Linked DNA regions of Mus musculus: region 1 is linked to region 2. Evidence: chromatin contacts called from public promoter capture Hi-C data. All regions are on one chromosome and are shown on one strand. The core of a region is the stretch at or near the end of the contact, and the rest is flanking DNA. Distances in the headings are between cores, read along the strand shown. Region 1 holds the start of Gde1 (glycerophosphodiester phosphodiesterase 1). Region 2 overlaps Rps15a (ribosomal protein S15A).

The links. Promoter capture Hi-C pulls out the DNA fragments that hold promoters and counts their contacts.
Region 1: a contact with region 2 is called in a promoter capture Hi-C map of the HPC-7 cell line, with 5 times the contacts expected there. The contact joins the promoter of Gde1 here to the enhancer-like site in region 2. A contact is called at or near these places in 11 of 39 promoter capture datasets (3T3-L1-derived adipocytes, the C10 cell line, the HPC-7 cell line and 7 more), 14 of 484 Hi-C or Micro-C datasets (B cells, CD4 T cells, CD8 T cells and 10 more), 4 of 115 datasets of contacts at active chromatin or transcription factors (bone marrow-derived macrophages, extraembryonic endoderm stem cells, fibro-adipogenic progenitors and 1 more) and 3 of 9 other capture datasets (adipose tissue, liver and macrophages).

What each region holds. Positions count from the first base shown.
Region 1 is chr7:118,703,066-118,710,349 of GRCm38.p6, reverse strand. Gde1 (glycerophosphodiester phosphodiesterase 1) reads left to right here and starts at 4,612. Exons shown (of 6, transcript NM_019580.4): 1 at 4,612-4,960. The coding sequence starts at 4,700.
Region 2 is chr7:118,103,044-118,110,221 of GRCm38.p6, reverse strand. Rps15a (ribosomal protein S15A) reads left to right here. Exons shown (of 5, transcript NM_170669.2): 4 at 204-289; 5 at 1,029-5,848. The coding sequence ends at 1,122. Among named protein-coding and RNA genes, the nearest start is that of Rps15a, 9.5 kb to the left of the region's middle. Within about 2 kb of position 5,356, at least 106 of the 459 cell types and tissues checked have an H3K27ac peak or open chromatin away from gene starts, as enhancers often do. A contact at or near this core is called in CD8 T cells, the G1E-ER4 cell line, the HPC-7 cell line and 9 more, where this site is marked.

The sequences.
Region 1 (7,284 bases), core at 3,363-5,862, 600 kb before region 2:
TGCCTCCTGAGTGCTGGGATTAAAAGCAAGTGTCAACATGCTCAACTCTCAAGAAATTTCTGCTTGTATAAAATATACATCAAGTCTGGGGCATGAGTCAAGTGCCTGCCCAACAACATAAGGATGGGTTTGATTGCCAGAATCCACTTTTAAAAACTGGGCTTTGATGCAATCTCAGTGCTGAGCAAGGGGGGGGGGGGGACACACAGGTGAACCTCTGGGACTTACTGGCCAGCCGGTCTAGCCAACCTGGAGAAGCTCCAGTCTAATAAGAGAATCTACTACCAACAAAAGGCGGATGGTGCCTGAGAAACAACACCCAGTGCTGTGCTGTGACCTTCATGTGAAGGTGCAAACATCTGCAGGCTGGGATATGTACACACACACACACACACACACACACACACACACACACACCCATGAGCACAGAGACAGACAGACAGACAAAAGCAGAGAGATACAGATAGAATATGAATGAGTCATCTTAGGAGATTTCATGGTTTTCATGAATCCAGTGGGTTTTGTCCCTGAAATAAGAGGAAAAGAGGACAAATGGCAAAAGGCAGATGGATTTCTACTCATAGTCAACAAGGGAGGGAAAGACATATTTTTACCTTCACAGATATTAATTAAGGGCTTGAGAATCCACCCGTCTCTGGTCCCCTCTTTTACTTCAGAAAAGTCATATAAAGGAGAATCCTTAGATAGAAACTGTATCCTAAAGCTGATTGACAATAATGACAATTTCTTTTCTTTATTTATTTTTTATTTGTTTGTTTGATTGGTTGGGTTTTGGTTTTTCAAGACAGGATTTCTCTGTGAACAACCTTGGCTATCCTGAACTCAAATCACAGAGATCCACCTGCCTCTGCCTCAAGTGCTGGTATTAAAAGTGTGTGCCAACACATCCTAGGACAGTTATCTCAGTTACAGTTTCTCTTGGGATATCTTGAGCTCCCTAAAGAACCATTTCTTGCCCAAGTCTGAGTCAGGCCTAACACCCTGACAAATATTAAAGAAACAAATGAACAAACAAAAGACCTTTAGAATGTATTAACTTGGGGCTGGAGAGATGTCTCAGGGGTTAAGAGCACTGACTGCTCTTCCAGCTGTCCTGAGTTCAATTCCCAGCAACCAGAGGGTAACTTACAACCATCTGTAATGGGATCTAATGGCTTGTTCTGGTGTGTCTGAAGACAGCTACAGTGTACTCATATACGAGAGAGAGAGAGAGAGAGAGAGAGAGAGAGAGAGGGAGAGAGAGAGAGAGAGAGAGAGTTAACAAAACCCTAAGAAAGCTATATACCTGAGGCCTACACATAAGATTCTTCAGCCTGCTAAAATGGACCACTTAATGTTCCCACTAAAGTGTTTCTAAAGTGCCTTTGTTGTCATTGCTTTTCTGTTTTGAAAAGGGGTCTCACTGTGTAGCCCTGGCTGGCCATGAACAAGAGATAAGTTCGCTTCTGCTGAGGCTCATGCTTTTATGCTCAACACAAAAATGCCTTGATTTATAACTTTCTTTGTTCTGTTCTATGAAAATTTGCAAGGCTTCGTGTCATATGCCTTCTATCCCAGAGCTCTGTAGGCAGAAAGGTAGGCAGATCTCTGTAAATTTGATACCAGCCTGGTCTACATAAAAAGTTCCAGGGTAGCCAAGGCTCATAGTGAGATCCTATCTCATAAACAAAAGGCATGAAACTGCTTCTACATTAGAACATTGTATTTGGGGAAACCTAAATATACATTCCTGGGATCCAGTCACCCAGATCTGGCTCAAGAAAGAGGTCAGAGCTGTGGTTCTTTTTTTGCTTGCTTGTTTTTGTTTGGTTTTCATCACAGTTGCAAGAGATTCAAGAGGCTTCTTATCAGCTGGGCGGTGGTAGCGCACGTGTTTAATCCCAGCACTTGGGAGGCAGAGGCAGGCGGATTTCTGAGTTTGAGGCCAGCCTGGTCTACAAAGTGAGCTCCAGGACATCCAGGGCTACACAGAGAAACCCTGTTTCGGAAAAAAAAAAAAAAAAAAAAAAAAAAAAACCAAAAAAATAAAAAAGAGGTTTCTTATCACAATTGCTCCTTCCTTCCAAGTTTACAGTCTGATTGTGCCGGAGAAGCTGCCTAAAGTCAACAGAAACCAGTCTCCTGATAGAATGCCTATCTCAAGTAAGGCCACTATAAAACAAAGTATGTGGTGCTTGCCAGCGCAAACCTTGCCTGGCACAGTGCCTAGTGTTCAGGGTTCGCAGAGCTGCCACTACTGGGAGTGGCAATGGAGTATGGACCAGAGACACTGAGCACTGTGGCTGCCACCTGATTCTTTCCAGAGACCTCTACTCAGGTGAAAACAGGATTGATTGATTGATTGATTGATTGATTTTGGGTTTTTTCAAGACAGGGTTTCTCTGTATAGCCCTGGCTGTCCTGGAACTCACTCTGTAGACCAGGCTGGCCTCGAACTCAGAAATCCGCCTGCTTCTGCCTCCCAAGTGCTGGGATTAAAGGTGTGCGCCATCATGCCCAGCTCACAGGCAAGATTCTTCAGACAAGCCAATATGAAACAGAGTTGGAGTTTATTAGGAGTTTACTGTGTCTTAGCTGTAGCTGTGCTGTGTTTTAGTGGTTCTCCTTGTTTTAGGTAGTCCTATGAAAAATTTTCCTACCCTCTTTTTCTTTCAATAAATGAGGTAATTTTTTTCTTTCTCCTCCCCACCCCCCACCCCACCAGACAGGGTTTCTCTGTATAGTCCTGGCTGTCTTGGAACTCACTCTGTACACCAAGCTGACCTCAGACTCAGAAATCCACTGAGATTAAAGGCCTGTGCCACCACTGCCTGGCCTACATTTTTATTTTATGTGTGTGTGTGTTTGTATGCATGTGTGTTTATGCAACTCACAAGTACAGTGTTTGCATTCCTTCAAGGCTCCACCCCACAGTTACGTGGCAACAGCCAGGTATGCCAGACTCACTATAAAAGAGACTGTTTGTCCCTTCCTCGATCTTATCTTCTTATCCTCTTACTCCCTGCCCTTCTCTCTCTCTTCCCCATTTCCCTCTCTTCTCTCCCCATGTTCCCTGCCAGCCTCCCCTCCCCCTCTGCTTTCTCTGCCTTTACTCTCTCAACACCCCTCCCCATGCCCTAAATAAACTCTATTCCATACTATATCCGTCATATGGCTGGTACCACATCTTGCCTGTCCTCTTCTCTCTCTCTCTCTCTCTCTCTCTCTCTCTCTCTCTCTTAATAAAATGTTATATACCATGCCCACAGTGGCCAGAGAAGGGTGTTAGAGCCTCTGGAATTAAATGAGTTACCATATGTAGGCTGGGGATTGAACTCAGTTCCTCTGGAAGAGCAGCCAGTACTCCCAATCATTGAGTCAGCTCTCCAGCCCAATAAATGAGATTTAAGGTGGCTTTCTGGGCACACTGAGAAGAGCCACAATCCTTAAGATAAAACCATGATTCACAAAGGTCCCACAAGGAGGTGAACGCATCTTTACTGTCAACGAGATTCCTAGCAAATTGCAGGCTTGCAGATGGAAAAGGAGAAAAGCCATATATTAGACCTTTAGATTTGTTGCTATTTGAACATTCTAACTTGAAGCATCTCCATATAAAAGGAATGTGGGCTACCCATGCAGGAATTCTTGATGCTTAAAGTCAAGAGGCTTTAACCACACTTCTAGTAAGAGCTCTTTTTCCTTCCCACGGTCCCTTAATTTTCCTTGTCTTGTTATCGTGCTCAATACTACTTCCCGCAAGGGGAAGGTACTTTCACTAAATGCAGACATGTGTCCTGGTGGAAACAGCCCTTGCAAGAATGAAGATATTCCAAAGAGACATTTGTAAGTCACCCTTCTTGATATTATTTTGAGGCATGGACCGCAGGAAATTGGAATTTCCTTAGGAGTCTGATTTTGAGAGAAGGAAAGGGCTTAGAGCCTGTGTCCAGCCTGGAAAAAAATGTATCTTTTCTGTAAGTTCAAAGGGTTCTGAAGGTCCCGGACCTTTCTGAACAGACTGGAACTAAGTGGTCAATGATGGGCGGGGCTTCTTAGCCAAGCATGCCTCTTGCCCTCTATTTAAACCTAAACCTCCCGTCAGAACCCTGAAAACGGACTTGTGGGTGTGCTTTACTAGATTTCTTCCCGGTGTGTCCATTTCTCTGCTTTTTACTTTTTTTTTTGTTTGGTTCATGGAGCGTAACTTATTACAGCTCCAGGGTAAGCCTGGCTCATTACAGGCCCTGTCTCTGACCCAGAAGAACTCTGGAAACACTACTGGCACATTTTGAATAAGCAGGTTAAACATCCTGTTCCTTTTAAAGTCAAAGCCTTTAGTTTCCTCGAGGTCAGATACAAGGTCACTAAGAAACTTTGACCGTGTCACCCTCCTTCCACTAAGTCTGAAGGACAGGGTCTAAGTCTTGTCCTCACTTTACATAACCCGAAGCGCCCTTGGAACCCAGGCCTGGGGCAAGGGCCTGCTCCTGTTGCCATGACAGCGGTTCCGGCCCCCCAACGCCGAAGCTCCGGGACTCTGATTGGCTGGAGGGCGGGCTCTTTCTCGAGATGGGTCCGTCGGCGCCATTGTGCAGCGCTGCTCCCAGCGGAGGGTTCCGGCTGTGGCCAGTACCTCGGCGTCTACGCGTCGCCCGGCAGGTCCGGGGCTCCGGTCCGTGCCGGTGCAGGCGCCGGCATGTGGCTGTGGGAGGACCAGGGCGGCCTCCTGGGCCCCTTCTCCTTCGTGCTGGTGCTGCTGCTGGTGGTGACACGCAGCCCCTTCAACGCCTGCGTGCTCACCGGCAGCCTCTACATCCTGCTGCGGTTCTTCAGCTTCGAGCCGGTGCCGTCCCGCCGGGCCCTGCAGGTGCTCAAGCCCCGTGACCGCGTGTCCGCCATCGCCCATCGCGGCGGCAGCCACGACGCGCCCGAGAACACGCTGGCGGCCATCCGGCAGGTGAGCCCCGCGCACGCCTCGGGCCTGCTCCGCCGCTGACATCTCTTCTTCTCCTCCCGGCTCCGCATCCCTCCCCACTTCAGCTATTTCTAGAATTCCGCGGGTAATTGTAAGACTTGGTATGTGCCAGACGCTGGGATGGCAGCCAGGCACGACTCCTTTGACAGGGCTTTCATCTGGGTTGGGAGAGATAACATATGAGGCTACTTTAGGGTGGGGCAGTGCATTATGTAGCAGTAGTTTTCTATGAACTAGATATTTGTGAACTGTGAACTAGAATTACAAGGTTGGAATCAGTGGGAAGTGTTCCAGGATGCCGATGGCAAGTGCAAAGGGCCTGAGGTGAGGTTTATGTTGGAGTGGTAAGGTAGCAACACAACACAACAGGCTTATATGTGGTGCTGGCTTCGAGGAGCAGAACAAACTCTAGTGTATGGATGAATTAAGATATGAACTAGGTCAAATGGGTTCTTGTTAGTAAATGGGATTTCTCTCTTTTTTTCGAGACAGGGTTTCTCTGTAGTCCACTCCTTGAACTTATCAGACTGGCCTCAACTCAGATCCACCTGCCTGGTGGGGTTAAAGTGCTGGGACTAAAGACACCCACCACCACCAACTAGCAAGATATTCTTAATCACCCTTATCACAGGGTGTATTTCTGTCCTCTGTATTACTTGGATATTATCTTTATGGCCTCTTTCCAAATACACCTTCATCATAGTCGTCAACCCTGGCAGCCAGACTCCTCTGTCAATATTTGCTTCCCCTTTCCATAAGGCACCCAGGAGAATTTTAATAGCCCTTTGCCCTTGGAAGCCTTCTGTTTTCAGATTAATGTCAGCTTGTATGGCAAGAGCATTTCAGTGGATTATGGACTTCAGTGCACTACAGTCAGCCTTCATACGTGTTGGCCTTGCATCTGTGGGTTTAATTGTAGATCAAAAAAATAGCATGAAAGAAGTATGTGGAGTGACGTCACACCTTAACTGCTTACATAGCTAGATTGTTTTAGATGGAAGAATGCCAAGAGTTGACTTGAGGGGTATAGGAGGTCATTCCTGGGACATATGCAAATACTACAGCTTTTAGTCTGTTTTGCTTTGCTTTGTTTTGTTTTGTTGTTTTGTTTTTCCTTTGGTTTTTGAGACCGGGTTTCTCTGTATAGCCCTGGCTGTCCTGGAACTCACTCTGTAGACCAGACTGGCCTCAAACTCAGAAATCCGCCTGCCTCTGCCTCCCAAGTGCTGGTATTAAAGGCGTGCGCCACCATGCCCGGCTTGTTTTGGTTTTTTGGTTTTTTTGAGGCAGAGTTTCAGTAGCCTTGACTGTCCTGGAACTGGCTATGTGCCTTCCTAGCGTGAGGATTAAAGGCATGCACCATCATGCTTGACCTTTTAGACAGTTTTACATCTGTTCTTCCCATTTCTTTGAGGTGGGGGGAACTGTGACTCCAAGACAACACAGCACCTTCCAGCATAAGGCTTCCTGATTGGATGACTTGATGCTGTCTGGCAAAGATTAAGATATTTTCCAGGATATTTGAATGTGGGCTCTTTTCTTAGTCCAGCTTAAGTAGCTTGCTTATTATCCAACACTCTGTCCTTTAGCTGTAACAAAGAAAATCAGAGCAAGTAGGGCACCCTCGCCTCGGCCCTAACCTCAGTTTCCCCATGTAATTGTAAAGTGAAAAGGACAGTGGCCTCTGTGAAGGAGGTGACGGGAGACAGGCTGATCTGTACACATTAAAGCCTAGGGAGACTCCGTGTGGGGGCTGTTTCCCAGGAATCTAAGGATGGCTTGACGTCCTCCGGAATAAAGGTGAAAGAGAAAGACCGTAGGAGGACAGCCTATGAGTTAGCGGAGGGCACACGTATGTGCATTGTCAGGAGGAGAAGAAAATCACATGCTAGTCACTGCCTTTGTTTCTGCTTACGTCACGTAAGTTGCCTTAGAGAGTACTCAGCGTTAACCAAGCACAGAGTGCTCCTGAGTGTTTGTTGACAGTGGAATTTGGCCAAGACTGGGTTTGCCTAGATGTCAGTCACATTAAATGAGTGAGGAAGCTTCACATGTGAGATGAGAAGAGAACATGAGAACAAATACGCGAGTCATCCTGTGGTGTCACACGGAAGTAGGGCGCAATTCTCTGTCCGATGAACATTGTAGGGGAAATTACAGGTCTCCAGCATTGCTCCAGACGTCTCCTCGCCTGAAGAGGAAATGAGAATGTGGCGGTTCAGCCGGCTGGACTGGCAGGTCATTGAGGATCATCTTTTTAGCTATGACTACCCTTAGCTGCCACATGCACACAGTGCAGCTCAAAA
Region 2 (7,178 bases), core at 4,107-6,606:
ACCATGCCCACTGAGTACCAGGTTTCTAGGCAAATGCTGCCACACCCTGTTTAGTGTATTGAATGCCATTTATAGAAAATTTTTTATACAGAGTAGATGCCTGTTAAATATGGATTGTTTGTTTTGAATCAGTTGTGTTCAGCGGGTAAGAAAGGCTTCTTTGGTAAAAATGTAAAGAATTTAATCTTTGGTTCCATTTACAGTGTGGCGTTATAAGCCCTAGATTTGATGTTCAACTCAAAGACCTAGAGAAATGGCAGAACAACCTGCTCCCTTCACGTCAGTTTGGGTGAGTTGGCTTTCATATACAATTAAAAGTCAGTGCTTTGAAAAGTTGGGATATAGCTGGGCTTGAACTGAGGTTTGTTTTTTGTAGTGGTCTTTTCCTAACAAGTTTGGCTTAAAGTACTTTAGTTGTTTCATCCATGTGGGTCTAGGGATGAACTTCGGATCTTCAGGTGTGGCAGCAAGCACATTTACCTCTAAGCCATTTATTTCACTGGCTTGGTACCTTTTGTTTATTTAAGGTAACTTTTTGCTGATCTGGAACTCAAAGATTGCCTGTTTCTTCCTCCAAAGTGTTGGGAATTTAAAGGCCTGTGCCACCATGCCTCATTTTCTTTTAAAAGCTTTATATATTATATATACAGTGTTCTGCAGGCCAGAAGAGAGTACCAGATCTCATTATAGATGGTTGTGAAGCCACCATGTGGTTGCTGGGAAGGAACTCAGGAGTTCTCTGCACTTATTAACCTATGAGCCATCTCTCTAGCCCCCTAATTTTTGTCTTTTAAGCTTAGTTGTTCCCAGTGTTATTGGCAGTCAGGGCAGTGTATAGCTGGAATCTATCTTTGGTTCCAGCATTCATTCCTTCACACTGCCCTCTTGTCAGTCACCCACTTGCCTAGGCAGTAACAGTCCCTGTGTGCCTTCCCAGGAGGGCAAACTGAGCATTGTTAAGGGTGGTGGTGAGCAGAGTGAAGCATGGTTGGAATAGTTACTCACCAGCGTGTTTGTTTCCTTCATAGCTTCATTGTGCTGACAACCTCGGCTGGCATTATGGACCATGAAGAGGCAAGACGAAAACATACAGGAGGGAAAATCCTGGGATTCTTTTTTTAAACGTAAAGCATAAATAAAAAGCCTTTGTGGACTGTGCTCAGGGTCAGTCCTTTTGAATCTCTGCAGCAGAGTAGCTGGCTGTGCTGACTGGTGACACTTCTGGTGATGCTCAGCTGTGAGGTTTTATGTAGATATTGAAAGCATGACCATTGTCTTCACTTCACCTCCAGCTTGGGTTGTATGCCAGTAACATCAGCATAAGGTGGTTAATGACAGGATGGTCCCTTGAGTGTGCAGTGAGTCTGGTTTATTTGCCAATGAGAAGCACAGGCCTCCTGTATGGGTCTTTGCCTACAGCCCCCTTTCATCACCCAGACTTGGTAGACTTACATTCTGTCACACTGTTGGCTCTTAATCTCAGCCCTGAAAAATGCCATTTCTTGGGTATCAAGGCTAGTCTAGATTCAGAAACCATATAAAGGTTGACAGCTGGTTTAAAAAAAAAAAGGCTTGGAGCTTGAGTTGGGTTCGCAGGTTATTCCAGGGTATCTGTCTGCACTTTGTCTCCCAGATTTAAAGGTAAGTGCCACCATGCCTAGCATGGTGACTTATTAGCTTTGTTGCTGTGGAACATACATCAAATGAAACATTGGTATGGCTCTGGTTTCACTGTCCATGGTTAGTATCTGGTGGGTGGACACCTGGTGGAACCAAGCTGCTCATCCCAGAACTAAGGAGCCATTCCCCAGAGACTTGTCTTCCTACTAAGTTCCATCCCTACAGCTTCTAGTAGTAGCTTCAGAGGTTGTGAATTGTGGACTTAGTCTGCCATAACATTTAAAATAGGTATTAAATTCAAGTCATTTGGTCACTCAGCACCCACGTGGCTCTTCAGAACAACAGAAGCCCCTCGGACTTGTCTGTTGGAAAAACCAGTTTGAAATAATGTACCTGCTTTAGTTGAGAAAACGCTACAACTGGTGCTGTGTCCTGCCATGCTGATGAGCTCTGCTCTGCGACCTGCCGAACTTGGGGGATCTCTACCCCCAGACTTTGCTCAGATCTGTTGATGATTTGTCCATGCAGGAAAGTTTACAAGGTCTCTGTGTGTCTACTACTTACTAGTTGCTGTGACAAAAATACTGAAAGTGTTTACTGTGTGTGAGGCACAAAGTTTGTGGGAAGCTGTACCCTCCCTCATTTTGGTGCTGCTCCTGCCTTGACTGACAGGATGAGCTGCCCCAACCATCGTTGCCATCTTCCATAAGAAGCAGGTGGCTCTATTGAGTTCCCTGGAGGTGATCCCAAGGGAAGGAGGAGCCTGGGAAAGTGGATCTCAAGTCCCCTAGTCTGGCAGTTGGCTGTTTAGGAAAGTCCAGTGTCAGTGTTTGATATGTTGTAAGGAAACAAATTCAGTTTTATTTAGCTTATTGGCTCTGGGGAAATGGCAGTTCCCATTAATTGGTGCTGTCTTTCTCTTTGAGGATCAAAATTAGCTTCCTGTTCAGTTGTTAAGCATATTTCATAGTCAAATAATCCTCTTATCTTTACAAGTGAGGTTTTCCTTCGAGTGGATATCAGAGTCCCTCCCACGGCTTCTATCCCTCCTATCCTTGTGTAGGAAGTTAAGCTTGCTCATTTGTAGATTAGTGGTCGGTTACACTGCAATTTAGAGTATCATGTGTACTCTACACATGATTGATTCTAAGCCCCCTTCCCTTTCCATGTCCTTCAAAAATTTTTTTATTCTGAGACAGTGTTAGGATTTTTCCTGGGCTAGCCAAATGCAAGAAGTGTTGGTCCCAGACTTGTAATCTTTCTGCCTTAGCCTCCCAAATTCTAGGATTATAGATTTATGTCATGTGATGAGTGGTCTTTTAAAGATTATCTTTTATTTTTTTTGAGATGGGGTTTTTCTGTGTAGTTTTGGCTTTCTTGGGACTTGCTCTGTAGACCCAGGATGGTCTTTACTCAGATCTGCTTGCCTCTGCCTCCCAACTGCTAGGATTAAAGCATGAGCCTGAGCCTTCATGCCTGGCTGACAGGTGAATTCTCAATACCTACCTAGCCATAGGGAAAGTGATTGTGTCCCCTTCCTCATAGAGGGGCATAGTCACCCAGGCCATACCTTTAGCTTGGGCTTTTGGTCAGTGAAGAAGTATGAAGGGACAAGAACACTATCAAGAGCCTAATGTGCTCTGGCCTGGATGGTCAGCACAAAATGAATAGACTTACCAAATTCTGCTGTCTCCTTGGTAGATGTGAAGTTGTTGGAAGAGTCCTAAATTTAGCAGACTATACTGTCAGCCTATCAGACTATAGGCTGCCGGAGGGCAAGTCTGCTACCTATTTCCATCTCATGCCTGCATTGTTCATCCCCCTATGTAACCCACCTACCTGTCACTCATTCCTCCATCCAAAAACTATTGTAGGTTCAGTGGAAATTTCAAGCTTGCCTGTCTCAGCATCTTTCTTACCTTACCCCTAAGGATGGCATCTCTCTTGGCTACATCTTTGGTTTATCTGGAGATCCTTGATTAATTTGAACAAGAGCTACCTTGGGTTATGCAGTTTATGCCTCCAGTGTCCCAGAGACCGGCATTTGAGAGATCCCTGATAGCAAACCCATAGGGTGGCCTTTTTTTCATCCACCCCATTCTCCCTCCCACCTCCCTCTTTTGACCTTGAGTCCTCACCAGAGAGAAACCAGGCCCACTTAATTAGTTCTACATGTGTACACTACATGGGTGCAGTGCCCAAGCAGGAGAGGTGTTAGATTCCCTTTTAACTATAGTTAATAGACAGTTTTTAAGCCCCAGTGGATGCTGGGAAGCAAACCTACATCCTCTAGAAGAGCAGCTATTTCTCTGAGCCATTTCTCCAGCACCATTTTCCCCTCTTTTAAAAGCAGGTCTTGCAGTGTGGCCTAGTCTGGCCCCCTGAGGTGTTTGCATTGCATGGCAGGCATGTCCACAGGAACACCATAGTTCTCACCACTCGTACAGCACAGCAAGTGGGGTGCCGCAGGGGATTATCACTTGAGTATAAAATAAGGGTTGCTTTAGATTGAATAGGATAACCACGCGTTCTCAGAACAATCAAGGAAGGCTGGGGTGAGCCAGCACCGACCTTAATTGTTTACTTAGTAAACTACTAAATGTATGCACGTGTAAGCTTTTGCCTTGATTGAGGTCAAGCTGTCGAGAAATGGTTCTCTTTACAGTGGATCCAGTCAGGATTGGCAGCAAGCACCTTTGCCTGCTGAGCCTACATGTTGTATAGAATGGCAACGTTGTGTAGAATGGCAGTACATTAAATGGGTTTTTCATTTACGAAGTGTGCTGGCTGGTTTTGTGTCAACTTGACACAAGCTGGAGTTCAGTTGAGGAAATGCCTCCATGAGATTCAGCAGTTTTCTCAGTGATGGGGGGATGGGGGCTAGCCCCTTGTGGGTGGTGCCATCTCTGGGCTGGTAATTCTGGGTTCTGTAAGCAAGCTGAACAAGCCAGGGGAAGCAAGCCAGTAACATTCCTCCATGGCCTCTGCATCAGCTCCTGCTTCCTGACCTGCTTGAGTTCCAGCCCTGACTTCCTTGGGGATGAACAGCAGTGTGGAAGTGTTAACTGAATAAACCCTTTCCTCCCCAACTTGCTTCGTGGTCATGTTTTGTGTAGGAATAGAAACTCTGACTTAAGACATAATGGTTTTGAGATTATGGTTTTATTTATGACTATGGTGAGCCCTACTGAAGAAGCCTCAGCATTCAGATCTATCGTATCCTGCCAGTTGCTTGAAGCATGAATTTGAGTGTCCCTTCTAAATAGGTTTTCATTTCTGTGAAATGGGTACAAAGAGGCTATGTTCTAGTACTGTGGTCAGGCTTGGGATAAACTGTAAAATGAAAGTGGTGCTTGGCATAACACTATTTTACTTGTTTTTAATCCTGAGAGGGAGTCTGAATGCTTCTGGGAAGAAGATGTGGAGTCCGGACTGACCTGTCCTGACTATAGTATGTCTGCAGTCCTAATAACAGCCCCTGGGGGGTTCTTCACTCTTCTCAGCTTTTGTACTCAGAGTGATGGGGGCTAGTGAGGCTGCCATGTGGGAAATCTAATAACCAGGGGTATTGGGAAAATTGAGATCCTTTTCTGTAGATGATGAATGAGGGCAAAGAGAAGCAGTAAGTATTTGGGGCCTGAAGCAGAGAGATGAGGGGAAGGGAAGTTATAATGGAAGTCTTGAGTCAGCTGACAGGAATCATGAGTCAGCAGAAACCTGAGTGACCAGGAGTTGTGAGTCAGCAGAAAGTATAGATAGCAAAGATGATGAGTCACCATCATTCTTGGTGAATCAGGGCTGAACTGTTGTTACTGAAATTCCTTTTTGGGTTCTTGGTCTTATCAATGAGATAATTTAGGGGCTGGGACAATGGCTAGGTTGTTAAGAGCACTTGCTGCTCCTGAGTGGATTCAGGTTCGGTCCCCAGCACCTCCGTCGGGCTGCTCACACTAGCCTATGACTTGGGCTCCGGGGAGTCTGACACCCTCCTCTGGCCTTCAAGTGTGCTTGTACACGCCTGGGGGTGGGGTGGGGGGAGATGGAGTAATGAAATGAAATTTCTGATTTTTTAAGTCTTTGAAAGTAAAATACAATTATGTTGGCCTCTCTCCCTGTCCTTTTCATTCAACCTCTCCTATGTGCTCTCCTCTTACTCAATTTCTCGAATTTATGGCCTCTCTTTGTGCGAACATGTGTGTGTGAATAAAATAAAGCATTTTTTTTAAAACCTCTTGTCTGAATGGCTTCTGAATTGGTGACCTTTTGAATAAGCTTGCCTGGTTTCTACCTGATCACACTATGGTGTGGTGAGCAGCTGGACTTGCAACAAACAAAACATTGGTTTCTTGCTCCTTCAAGACTGCTGGGCACTGGCCATGTCACACCTCTGGGTCTGTCACCTTGCCTGACTGCTGCTTAAAGCCACTCAGCACACACACACTCCCAGCTGTGCACACAGTCGAAGGAGGCTGACCCTTGTACGCAGCAATTTTCATTTGGGACAGGTTGCTAGAAACCTTGATAATCTCAGAGTGTCACTGCCTGGGCTCTTCTAAGCTGTCCTGGCCTAGTATTCTCCAAGGTCAATTTCTTCAGCAATTTCTTTGTTCTGAAGGTTTCCTAATTAGCTTCTTACAGCTGTCTTTCTTGCTTAAGTAATAGTCTTAACTGTGGGTGTGTGGGGAAGCCTTGTGTATGGTTGAACCTTCTGGCATAGGCTATAGTTGCACAGTGTGAAGTCTGGAGAGAGGAGAGGGGAAGCCCTGGGTGTGTGATGAATGGGGATGCAAACTCGCACGTGGAGACTCATGGTGGCTCCCTCCTGTCTCCATGGATAACCAGATATGTACACTGCTCACTTACTCCAAGATCTGCATATCTGAACTAGCCCAATCCTTTCATCCTTTCAAAACTGATTTCAAAACCACGCCCAAGACAACTTCCACCTGGTGCCACATGGCATGGGCAAGGTATAGCACTTCTGAGACCATTCCTAAGAGGACCCCAGACACCCAGAGACTGGGCACCACTAGGATGACCAAGTGGTAGAGAGATGGAAGAGAAAGAAACAGAAGAATGTGCACAATGAAGAGAGGCAGAACTAGAGAATCAAGGAGCCTGATTTGAGTACCACCTAAGGCCGTAGTGAGGTCCTGGTCTTTAGGTCCTTTGTTACCACCAAAGGCTAGTCAGATGTCCCTGGTCTGGGCTGCTGCCCTGTCATTGTATGAGGATTGTGCAGAGCTGGCCCCATCCCTTGCCTCCCAGCCCTAGGAGAGCTAGCCATGAAGGTGGAGAGTAGGAGAGCTCACCCTATCCACCCCTAGCCGGCTGCAGGTCCTACACCTCACCTAGGAAGCACAGTAGAGCTGGCCCTGGTAGTGGGAGTTGTTGGTAAACTGGCCCCAAGGGTGTGAGCATGGCAGAGCTGGCCCTGCCACTTATCTGTTGTGTGGTGGCATAGGTGAGGGGAAACATGCTCCCTCCCCCACTCTTTACCACCTGTAGCAAGTGGCAGAGCCGCCCAAGGGCATGAGAGTGGGAGAACTGGCTCTGCC